Regions from separate parts of the Gossypium hirsutum genome. Here region 2 is linked to region 1. Evidence: chromatin contacts called from public Hi-C data. All regions are on one chromosome and are shown on one strand. The core of a region is the stretch at or near the end of the contact, and the rest is flanking DNA. Distances in the headings are between cores, read along the strand shown. Region 1 holds the start of LOC107920041 (calcium-dependent protein kinase 33). Region 2 holds the start of LOC121212489.

What was found. Hi-C and Micro-C count contacts between places; a contact is called where the count stands out from the background.
Region 2: a Hi-C map of leaf shows a contact between it and region 1, with 1.6 times the contacts expected there. The contact joins the promoter of LOC121212489 here to the promoter of LOC107920041 in region 1. A contact is called at or near these places in 6 of 34 Hi-C or Micro-C datasets (callus and leaf).

What each region holds. Positions count from the first base shown.
Region 1 is chrA13:94,462,170-94,467,681 of Gossypium_hirsutum_v2.1, reverse strand. It overlaps LOC107920041 (calcium-dependent protein kinase 33), which reads left to right and starts at 3,043. Exons shown (of 8, transcript XM_016849537.2): 1 at 3,043-4,243; 2 at 5,390-5,512. The coding sequence starts at 3,514.
Region 2 is chrA13:94,605,371-94,611,279 of Gossypium_hirsutum_v2.1, reverse strand. LOC121212489 reads left to right here and starts at 4,075. Exons shown (of 3, transcript XM_041085312.1): 1 at 4,075-4,742; 2 at 5,515-5,643. The coding sequence starts at 4,380.

The DNA.
Region 1 (5,512 bases), core at 1,794-4,293:
ACATTATTGGAACTCCTGAAGAGCTTCAAAACGCAGTAAGTTATTTAAAGAAAGAATTTGAGATAAAAGATCTTGGAAAAACAAAATTTTGTCTTTGCCTGCAGATCGATCATTTAAAAGATAGAATTCATGTCCATCAGTCAACTTATATGAAAAAGATCTTAAATAAATTTTATATGGATAAATTACATCCATTGAGTACCCCGATGGTTGTACGATCGTTAGATGTGAATAAAGATCAATTTTATCCTTGTGAGAATGATGAAGAGTTTCTTAATCCTGCAAACAACACAAGACCTGATATAGCTTTTACTGTAAACTTGTTAACAAGATTTAGTTCTTCTCCAACATGTAGACATTGAAATGAAATTAAACATGGATTTAGATATCTTAGAGAGACCATTGATATGGGGTTATTTTATTCAAATGATTCAAAGCCCCTATTAGTTGGTTATGCTGATGCTAGATATTTATCGGATCCACATAAAGGTCAATCTTAAATGGGATATTTAGTTATATGTGGAGGTACTGCCATATCACGGCGTTCGACAAAGCAAACATTAGCTGCTGCCTTTTCAAATCATGCTGAAATAATTGCAATGCATGAGGCAAGCCGAGAGTGTGTTTGGCTAAGGTTATTAACCCAACATATCCAGAAGATATGTAATTTGCCTTTATAGGAAAATATGCCAACTATCTTATACGAAGATAATACAACATGTATAGCTCAATTAAAGGGGTTATATCAAAGGTGACAGAACGAAACATATTTCACCAAAATTATTCTTCACTCGTGATCTTGAGAAGAAAGGTAACATAGAAGTTCAAAAAATTCGTTCTAGTGATAATTTAGCAGATCTTTTTACCAAGCATTGAGAACTTCAACATTTGAAAGACTACGAAACAATATTGGAATGCGTTGACTCAAAGATATAATATGATGTCGTCATTAGGGGGAATCTAAAACACGTTGTACTCTTTTCCTTTAACTAAGGTTTTGTCCCACTGGATTTTCTTGGTAAAGGTTTTTAACGAGGTAACTTGTAATAGGAGATTGTGTACTCTTTTTCCTTCATTAGGTTTTTATCCCATAGGGTTTTTCCTAATAAAGGTTTTAATGAGCACTGTTTTCTTTAGTGGACATCTAAGGGGAAGTGTTATAAATAAATGTGAATGCCCATATTTTAACCCCCCTCCATTTATGAGGTAAAACCTCCCATTCATTATGCAATGTTTAATATATGCGTTAATGAAGCACTTAAGTAAGCTTCATTTATGGTATTGCATTGAATGTTAATTACTTATAAATTATAAATAGAATTCTTACCTGAGTGAAATAAAAAATGAGAAAAATTCTCTTGTATTTTCATCTACTTTTATTTATTATTTTATTAATTTTTCTATAACATTTAGATTTTTTTGACATTTAAGCAAAAGAAATCTAAAAGAACGATCAAAAGGATCTTGAAAAGAAATTTTAAAATATAATAAAATAATTATAAAAAATTCCAAACAATATGAAAAATAATAAAAGCTCTAAAAATTTTAAAAATAAGAAATGAAAATTTTGAAAATAATAAAAGATTTAATAAAAATTTTAATCGAAGTAAATAATTTGCCTGATTGATTGATGCATCTGTTAAAAGATGGTAAGCCCTTTTAGAAGGTTTTTTTAGGTTACCATAAATGTTGACTTGTGCACCAAACAGATTTTAAAGGGAGGTTTAATTTTTTTTTTAAAAATGTAAGTTTATGTTTTTGTAATAGAATTATGAATATGTAATATTACGGGGTGAAATGTTTGACATTATATTGTTTGGTTAATTTGATAGATTAAATGTTTATTTTATGGAATATAAATATTTTCAGTATAATCATTACGAGGTTATAAATAAAAATGGATTAATATCAAACTATCTCCTTCAAAACCAATCAACACCATTTTTATTTTTTAAAGGCTTTTTGGTAAAACAAGCTTTTCAACTTTTTTTTACCTAATTAAATCGTATAAAATTGATTAAATAAATCCATTCCCCATTAATATTGATGTTGCATTTGTTAATGACCACGTCAAATTGATGTTGATGTGGTAGTGCCACATCATTGTTGATGGTTGGTGTAAAAATATCACATCATTGTTATGTTAATAAAAATAAAAAAATAATTTTTTAAAAATAATTGTACAATGATTTAGTTGTTTAATTCATTCTAAAATTATAAAAATATATAAAAATAATTAAAATTTATAAAAATTATTAGAAATTAACTTAAAAAACATAAAATTTTATAAAAAAATAAATTATCTTTTATAAAAATTATATTTCTCCTTTTATTAAATTATTTGACTAATATAACTTGCGTAAATTGAAAAATCAGAGACAGAAATATAACAAAAAATTGTTAATCTTAATTTTATAATATAAGTTGTTGATTTTTTTATATTTAAAATGTAAAAATTAATAAATTTTGTAAAAAATTATTTTTTAATTAATTTCTAATAAATATTAAAAAATTTAATAATTTTTTTTATTTTTTATAATTTTAGAATATATCCAGAAGTTCATATTTCAATCAACTTAGACAATTATTTGTTTAGATTTATTGTGTACTTATTTTTAAAATATTCAGTATTGATATGATGTCTATTACTAGTTGCGTCAGCGTTATCATTAAATACTAATGATTAACATTAGCCATAAGGATCAGTTTTGTTAATTTAGAGCTCAATTAAGTACAAAATGTTCAGAAGAACTTAATTGATTTTTTAGAAAATTTTAATTATTTTTATAAATTTTAGAATTATTGTTAAGAATAATTTTAAAATTATTAAAATAATATTTCAATTATGATCAAATTAATTATTACCTCTTTGAATTAACATGTCACTGTAGAAAGTTATTGGAAAAGTGATCAAAATTTAATAATTTAATAATATTAGTGACTATCATATAATTTTTAAAAATTGAGGGTTAAAAACATAATTTTAAACAAAATTTAAGGAGTATAGGTTCTAGTTTACGGCAACAATGTACAAATTGCGTCGTATAAAAAAAATTCAATTGTTTCAAACAGAACTCCATGGTTGACCAACCCAGCAAGCAAGGCAAGGCAAGCCTTCCTTTTTTGTTTTGTCACAATAGTCATCGCGTTACAGCTAGAAACTTCAGATTTGATTTGATCTGCTTTTACCCTTAAAAACCCTCACTTTGTAATCACAAGCCTAAAGTTGTATTCTTTTTTCATTACATCCCTCAGCATATTCTCAGTCTCATCTTGGTTTTTGGTTTTTCTTCTTTTGTTAGTGCGAAAACATTAACCTTTTATTTATTTATTTATTTATTTAAGTTTTTGTTTTTTCTTTTTCTTTTTGAATCTGGTTCTTTTTCTTTCAAAGTGGATCAACTGAATTTTGATCCAGTTTCTTCATCTAGGTCCTTTTTTATTTTCAATCCAAATTCAGTCCCTTTTTTTTTCAATCTTGGTTAACTTTGGCAGTTTCAAGTAAAACCAGATATGGGTGGTTGCCTCACAAAAAACAAAGATCCAATGCCCCAACATAATGGCTATAGATCAGGAGCAACAACTACAGCTGCTGTTCATCAACAAAGATACCAGGACCCTGTTAGGCCTGCACCAATTCAACCCCAGGTCTACCACATCCCTCAAAAGCCAGGGACTCAAACACCATGGAAGCCTGCTGTTCCAGCACCAAGTCCCAAGCCTGCCCCTAATATTGACACAATCCTAGGCAAACCATTTGAAGACATAAGGATGCATTACACAATTGGTAAAGAACTGGGAAAAGGTCAGTTTGGTGTAACTTATCATTGTACCGAGAATTCAACTGGTAAACAATATGCTTGCAAGACTATATCCAAGAGGAAGCTAGTGAGAAAGAATGATAAGGAAGATATGAAAAGGGAGATACAAATTATGCAACATTTGAGTGGACAACCGAATATTGTTGAGTTTAAGGGTGCTTATGAGGATAAGCAATCTGTTCACCTTGTGATGGAATTATGTGCTGGTGGTGAATTGTTTGATAGGATTATTGCTAAGGGGCACTATAGTGAAAGGGCAGCGGCTTCTATATGTAGGGCTATTGTTAATGTTGTCCATGCTTGCCATTTTATGGGTGTGATGCATAGGGACCTTAAGCCTGAGAACTTCTTGTTGTCTAGCAAGGGTGAGAATGCCCTTTTGAAGGCCACCGATTTCGGGTTGTCAGTGTTCATTGAAGAGGGTAAATTATTGTCAATCTTTTATATTTTGATCATTTTCGCATCGAATTAATTATTTTAATTTGCATGAGTTTGATGCAGATTCTTCGTGTTTTAGTTGTTCTGCTTGTGGATCTTTAGTCTGTCTTAACTGATGTCCTTTTTCAATGCAATTTCCCATAGCCAGAGCTTGGCAGACATTGTATTTTGTCATGTTAGAATGACTGTCATATTTGATCTTGTCTTGTCTTGTTGTGTTGAGTTTTGCTTTAAACTGCTGGCCAGAAACATGCTGGTAACTGCCTCAGCTTTTTAGGCTAGTAGTCCATAGTAAGATGTCGTATGTGAAATATGTATAAGATGTGATTGCTTTGAATTAGTCATATTTGGGACGCACTGCATCAATGACATGGAGCCTTAACCATTAAAGTTATATACAGTTAGTTTGTTTTGGACATATTAGTCTGAAGTCTTAACTCCTAAGTCTTCTTGTGGAAGATTCTAAGTTTTTACCTAACCCCTCAATAATATTGTGACTATTGAAAGAAGAATAAAGTCCGTTAAGCTAAATTATATTCGAATGTCATTGTTAAGATGTCATTTGCTTTATTTTATTCACACTTTATTTGGTTACCTATATGATATTTTGACTATAGCATCTTAAAATATCAACCTTTTCTCTTTGGAGCTTCATTTGTTACTAAATAAAAACCGAAACTTGACAGTAACTGCAACTTTTTTTAGCTTCCAGCATTTTCATTGTGGTTGCCTCTATGTTTATGCTGTAATCTTCATACTTATTTTGCGTTGAAAAAGTTTCAAAGATGCACAGAGGAAGGGCAAATTTCAGAAATATTGTTTGAAACTAGTTCTCTCTATATCCTGTAAACTGAATTGGAAGAATAAGTTTCATTTACTTGATGGTGGAATTTGACCTCAATAACCATGTGAAGGTTGCACAACATTTATCTTTTATTGAGTATAAACTTGCATGTAAAAACACAATTACAATAGGATGCCTGTATTCACATGCTTATTCACAGTAACATGTATTATGCTTGAAGGTGAACTCTATGTAGAATGAGGGGAAAGAAAAGAATTTCATGTTCTATCATGCTGTGATATAACTACTATCCTTCTTTCCTGATTGTTTTTGATGCGTTTGGCAGGTAAGGTTTATCAGGACATAGTTGGGAGTGCTTTCTATGTTGCTCCTGAGGTTTTACTGCGTAAATATGGGAAGGAGATCGATATTTGGAGTGCAGGAGTTATACTGTATATCTTACTCAGTG
Region 2 (5,909 bases), core at 2,826-5,325, 140 kb before region 1:
TTATTTGTTGATAGAAAACTAACCAAGTTGAACAAAGTAAAAAATGCCAACAAATTCACTTCACTTTAACCATCTTAACTCATTATTCCAAGAGTTATCCTAACATATTGTCCCGAGTGTTGTCAGAACAATGAGTGAAACAAAGGTATCCCAAATAGTTAAAGTTCCAACAGTGATATCGTCGAAACAAGTGGCATGATGTTTCAATATTTGAAGATATTTCACCAAAGTAGGCTCTCTAATGTCATAGTTTACATTGAGTTGTTGAGCTACCAATTACGAATCAACAGAAGCTATAACATGCGTGTCTACAGTTTTAGCTAGCTATAAGCCAATGATCAATGCTTCATACTTAAAAACATTATTTGAAGCGGGGAAGGAGAATACAAGGCAATATTTTTCATTCTTGGCCTTAGGGATAGATGACTCGTATGCCTACTCTCGCTCTTATCTTCATGTATAATCCATCCACAAATAAGGTCCAGTATACGGATTTGTTGCATTGTGATAGATGATGTCATTATAAATTAAGGTTATCACGAGATATATGTTCTTAGCTATTTTATGTGTTGTGTGGTTGTTGGCATTATTTTTAGAAGTGCAATTTTTACTAGAGCTTATGCTTTGATTGCTTGTCTAAGCTGAAATTGTTGACCAAATTTACTAAATTCTACACTCTATTTTATCAGTCTTCTTGAGGAACTATCTTTTCTAAAATGTCTTTCAGCAGGGCATCCGATAAAATGATAATTGGGTGCACTTGGAAATATGCTCATTACTTGTGTGCTACCACCAACTAATGTGTAAACAAGTTTTTCCATCTTGGTGTAATTTAGTTCTCCTTGATGTAGTATATTAGGATTTATAAGTCATGAAATTGTTTAAGGGGAACTGTTACCAGTGGTTCATCTACGATGGAGAGGTATACGTAGAGTGGCTCTTGTAGGCTTAGCGTTGCAAGCAAGGGAGATGAGAAAATTCTTGATGTTTTCAAATTCTTTTTAGCACTGACTAGTCCATTTAAATTTTATAGCACCGCTTATGAGTTTAAAGAATGGTAAGAATTTTCCTGTAGAATTCGGTATGGATTTATTAAGGGCAACAACCCTCCCAATTAGTTAATGGGAGAGGTGTACAAAATTTGAGTGAAAATGACTAAATCAACTGAACCAATTGGTTTTAGTTTTAGTCAGATTGGTTGTATAGGTCGGTTTGGGAGGTTTAGTAAAACAGTTAAGTTGATTCATTTTTAATTTTAAAAAACTAAAATCAAATTAATTGAATTAAGAGAATTTAATATATATATATATATTTATATAAATCCAAATCCAATTCATTACATAAACTCAAATCCAAGGCCTAAAATTGAAAAATTAAAATCAATTAATAATTTATACATATTACTAAAAAATTAAACTTAAAAATACTAAACCTAATAGCATATTATCTTCAAATCTTAAATTTAATTTTAAAAAAAACATTATTCTTTTAAAATAACCATTTTATTAATTTTATGGAGTCAAAATCTTATTACCTTAAAAGCAATACAATATTATCAGCTCAATAATTTCACAATTAAAAAATAAAATATAATGTTGGTTTAAGTTGGTTTCCTGATCGAATCAACCAAAAATGTCTATTTGGTTTTGTCTAAACGAAAATCAATTCATTTTCCTGTTTTTAAAAAAGGGAAGTTGATTAAGTTAGTTATTGAATTTTTTAGACCGAATTAGTCGATTAATCACCCCTAGACATCAGTTCAGTATAGTGATGGCAATGAGGTGGTCTGATTTTTTCCCGCCTTCCCCGACTCAGTACTCTATCGTCATGTTCTGACCTCAACCCGACTTTGATTTAAAAAAAAATTAGCTCATTCGAATCTTGAACTCGAAAATTAATTGTATACCTGATCCAACCTGCTTGAGTTCAAACTTTTCTTGAGTTCAAACTTTTTCCTTTTTAAAAATGTGATTGATTAAATTAAAAAAAATTGGCATCACTCCCCATTAAATTTGATGTGTTTTTTTTGTTAAACATAGAATTTATTATGATCATGATTTGCAACAAAAATCATGCTTGAGATGACTAAATAAAAAATATATATTACATCACAAAAGGAAAATATAAGGCACAAAAATGAGAGGGAAACTTGGGAAAATTAAATAGAGAGAGGGAAGAAACTAGTGTGAAATGATAGTAAATGTGGTAAAATGAAGTTGATAGTGATAAGTTTTAAGAATTTTTAATTGAATTAGGGTAATTTTACGCTAAACTTGATCTAACTCCACCAAAAACTTGATTTCAAAAAAAGAAAATGAAAATGAAACACTAACATCTAACTCCACCAAAAACTTGATTTCAAAAAAAGAAAATGAAAATGAAACACTAATCTTATCGGGTCGGATCAACTCAAAACCCATTGATTTTAGGTTTTTTTTACCATCTCTAGTTTAACATAATTAACTCAGAAGCGTTTGAAAAATGTAAAAGGATGAACTTAAAATGTATGACTGTTGTTAGGATGGAATAGATTAGCTTGTATGGCAGGATATAATGAAAATAAGATTTTGTTTGAATGAAATAGAGTGATGATGATTTGGTGTTAGCACAAAGGCTCCTCTACGGAACGGGCTCAAAACTCATGAATTAAAGCTTGATAGCGTTCTCATTTTGTCACTCAATTCCCAGCTTGATGGAAGATGGTGTAGACTATCCAATTACACACATTTAGAAATGACCACAAAGGATGCCCACCATCTAACAAATGGAGTCCAAACCGTCGCACGCTTCTCTAAGTTTCCTTTTTATGCCATCTTTTGGGGTTTTCTTAGTACAAAAGACGGTAGGATTTAAATTGCGATCATAAATGTGTTTTTGTCATGTTTTTTAGTAATTGAATGCTGCCATGGGTGATAGTACCCTAGTCTTTTGGGCACATTGCTAGCAAGTAGGATTTGATTTGCCTTTTTCTTTACTATATGCAGCTTAATTATAAGGCATTGGAACACTAGTGGGCCATTGATTAACCACAAGTCCCATGAAAACCCCCACTTGGAACAAATATTATTGAAGTCTGGTTCTTGGGTGCCCCACAATCTTTTATTATACCGAACAAATTATAAGACAAAAATTTTCCTTACAAGTGTTGGCCGCATAAACTTTGGGGCAACTCTTATCACTTTGGATTACTTAGTTTTAAATCTTACCCTCTTTTTATATGCTTGTTTTTAACAAGTCTAAAACCCATTGAATTGATTCAACTTAAATTTATTAAAAATTAACTAATTTCAAGCTCTTCATCAAACTGAGTAAAAATATTTGTGTTAGAGCATAATAAAATTGGTCCAACCCTACTCTTTCCCAATTATAATATATATCTAAAATAACTATTAACTTGTTTGAAGGGTTAATTAATTAAGATTAGATCTAATATTTGCTAAGTAAAAAGGACATAATATATTATTCAATTTCCTTTAGGCACGAACATCAACCCACCCCATGTGGGTTCAATTCGTCTGCTTCCAAAGGAATAATTAAGAAAGGAATTACCAAGTTTGATAATTGTTATTTCAAATCCCACGTGGATTTCTCTAAAAATGCCACATGGTTTATCCTCTCCCATGCTTTTTAATTATCAATGGACTTTTTCCTAACTTTTTTTAAAATTGAAATTTTAATCCCTACTGTTTTTTCAATCAATAATTGGATTGTTTTCAAAATATTATGTGTTATTACTGTGTAATACTATATCAATTTGTTATGTCTATATATTATTCAGCAAAATTCTAGATAATGAATTTAACTATTGTTGCAGTATTATGTTAAAATTAAAAATTATATAGAAAATAGAATACATATATAATTTAATTTATGCATAGTGCGGGGATTAATAACACAATTCTAACATGAATATATATTTTCTTCGAATCTAAGTTCAATTTAGATTGTCCACAGCGTTGGAATCACAAAGCACGTAATCAAACAGCTAGTAAGCGACAACGTATCTAATTCCACATTATATGTTGACCGTATAAAATACAGTAAAATGTATTACCGTATTTTTGTACACATCTAGACTACATCTGCTTTTTTTTTTCTCCATTTCAGAAACAACCAAAGTAGAAAACATCAACTCAACCTCTCTCTCTCTTAATCCTGTCTTAGTTCAGCTTTTTTTCACCCCTATCTCTCACTACCTTCATTCACTTTCAGAGACTTCACCGAAAGAGAAATGGAGTTTTTCACAAACTAAAATTTCAAAGTATTGTTTTGTTTTCAACGTGAAGTTGGAAATTTGTTTCTCTTTATTTTATGTTATTTGGTTTTGGAATGTTGATGGAAGAGGTTTGAGTTTCGGAGTGAAGAAGGTGACAGTGGAAATGAGTTTACCGACGACATTTTCGGGAAGGAATCCGGCGGACGCGGATCTCAAGCCGACGAGGAAGCGGACGACACGGAACACGAGGTGGAAGAGAGTCGGTGCAGCGGTAGTTGGGAGGCGGAGCAGGCCGGAGACGCCGTTGTTGAAATGGAAGATGGAGGAAAGGGAGAGAGTGAGAGATAAAGGCGGTGGAGTTGAGAAGGAGCTCGAGGAGGAGGAGGATGGTGGTCGTGCACGACGGAGGAAAGGAACTTCAACTGTGTCAGCGAGGAAGCTTGCAGGTGGATTGTGGCGGTTGCAGTTGCCAGAGACGGTGACGCTGGGTGGGGGAGAGAGGAGGAGGGATCAGTTGGGGTTGAAGGTGAGATATTTTAACCTTTTCTGGCTCAAAGATCTGTAGTTTTATTTATTTTCGTTACAATGGGAATGATGTGATGAAAAAGTGTGATTGTTTGGATAATTTTCTGCTTAAGTTTGAAGCTTTAATACTGAAAATAATGCTCTTCTTTTATAATACAATCATTGTTAAAGTGTTATTTTCAATTTTTAAAAGTGTTTTAGATTTTGCCTGCATGCCAAGAAAATGAAGCTTTCTACTTTTGCTAGCCCAAGAAAATGTTCTTTATAATGATTGATATGATTTTGTATAATATAATGGACTTTTCATTTTTCTTAAAGTTCATCTTTATTAATACATCTCCGGGATATTGGTACTGAGGTAAGATGCAAGATCTTTTAAAAACATTAAAAAAAAGGACATTAATTTTTTTTTATATATTGATATTGCACATATGCTCATTTCCGACAATCACCTTTTTGATGCATTGATCATGTTTGAAGTTTCTTGTCATTGTAAGCTATGGTCTGGTTTTTATTGTTGTAATTCTGAGAGGCTTCTATGAGTAGTATTTTACAGGCTTTCTATGGATATTTATCTTTGAAAAAGGGTTATAAGATTTGTTGACAGTTACTATTTGCTTGATCCTCTATACATTTGATAATTTGTTTAAATTACATCTGAATGTTCTTCTGCTTGCTCTGCTTTTACTGATATACTTCTGTGTCCTGATTGATTTATTATTTGATTCATTATTAGGACCTTATGAGTTTAATTACCTTGTAATTTTCTGCAGGCTGGTAACCGTTTTATCGGTGTCCCGTTTCTTTATCATCACAAGGACAAATTCTATGGTTCAGAGCCAAAGAATCCGTTACAAAGCCCTAGTTCTGTCTCTCCTGCAAAGAACAGCTTCCCGCGTAAGGTATGCTTGCCTCCTTGAGCTTCATCATTCAATCTTGAACTTGTAATGATCTGATCAATATGTAAAACATTGATAGAGAACCAAACCATTGGTATCTCACTCGTGCGGCAAATGTGTCGTGCATTGCAGAACCTGCATTCTATAGTTTCTCTTAGTGGGATTTGTTAGGTTCCATTTTGATGATCTTGTAAAGAAAATAAAATGTTCTTGTTCTTTTCGGCATCTCAAATATTACCAACGCGAAAGCCTTGGTCCCAGATAAATGC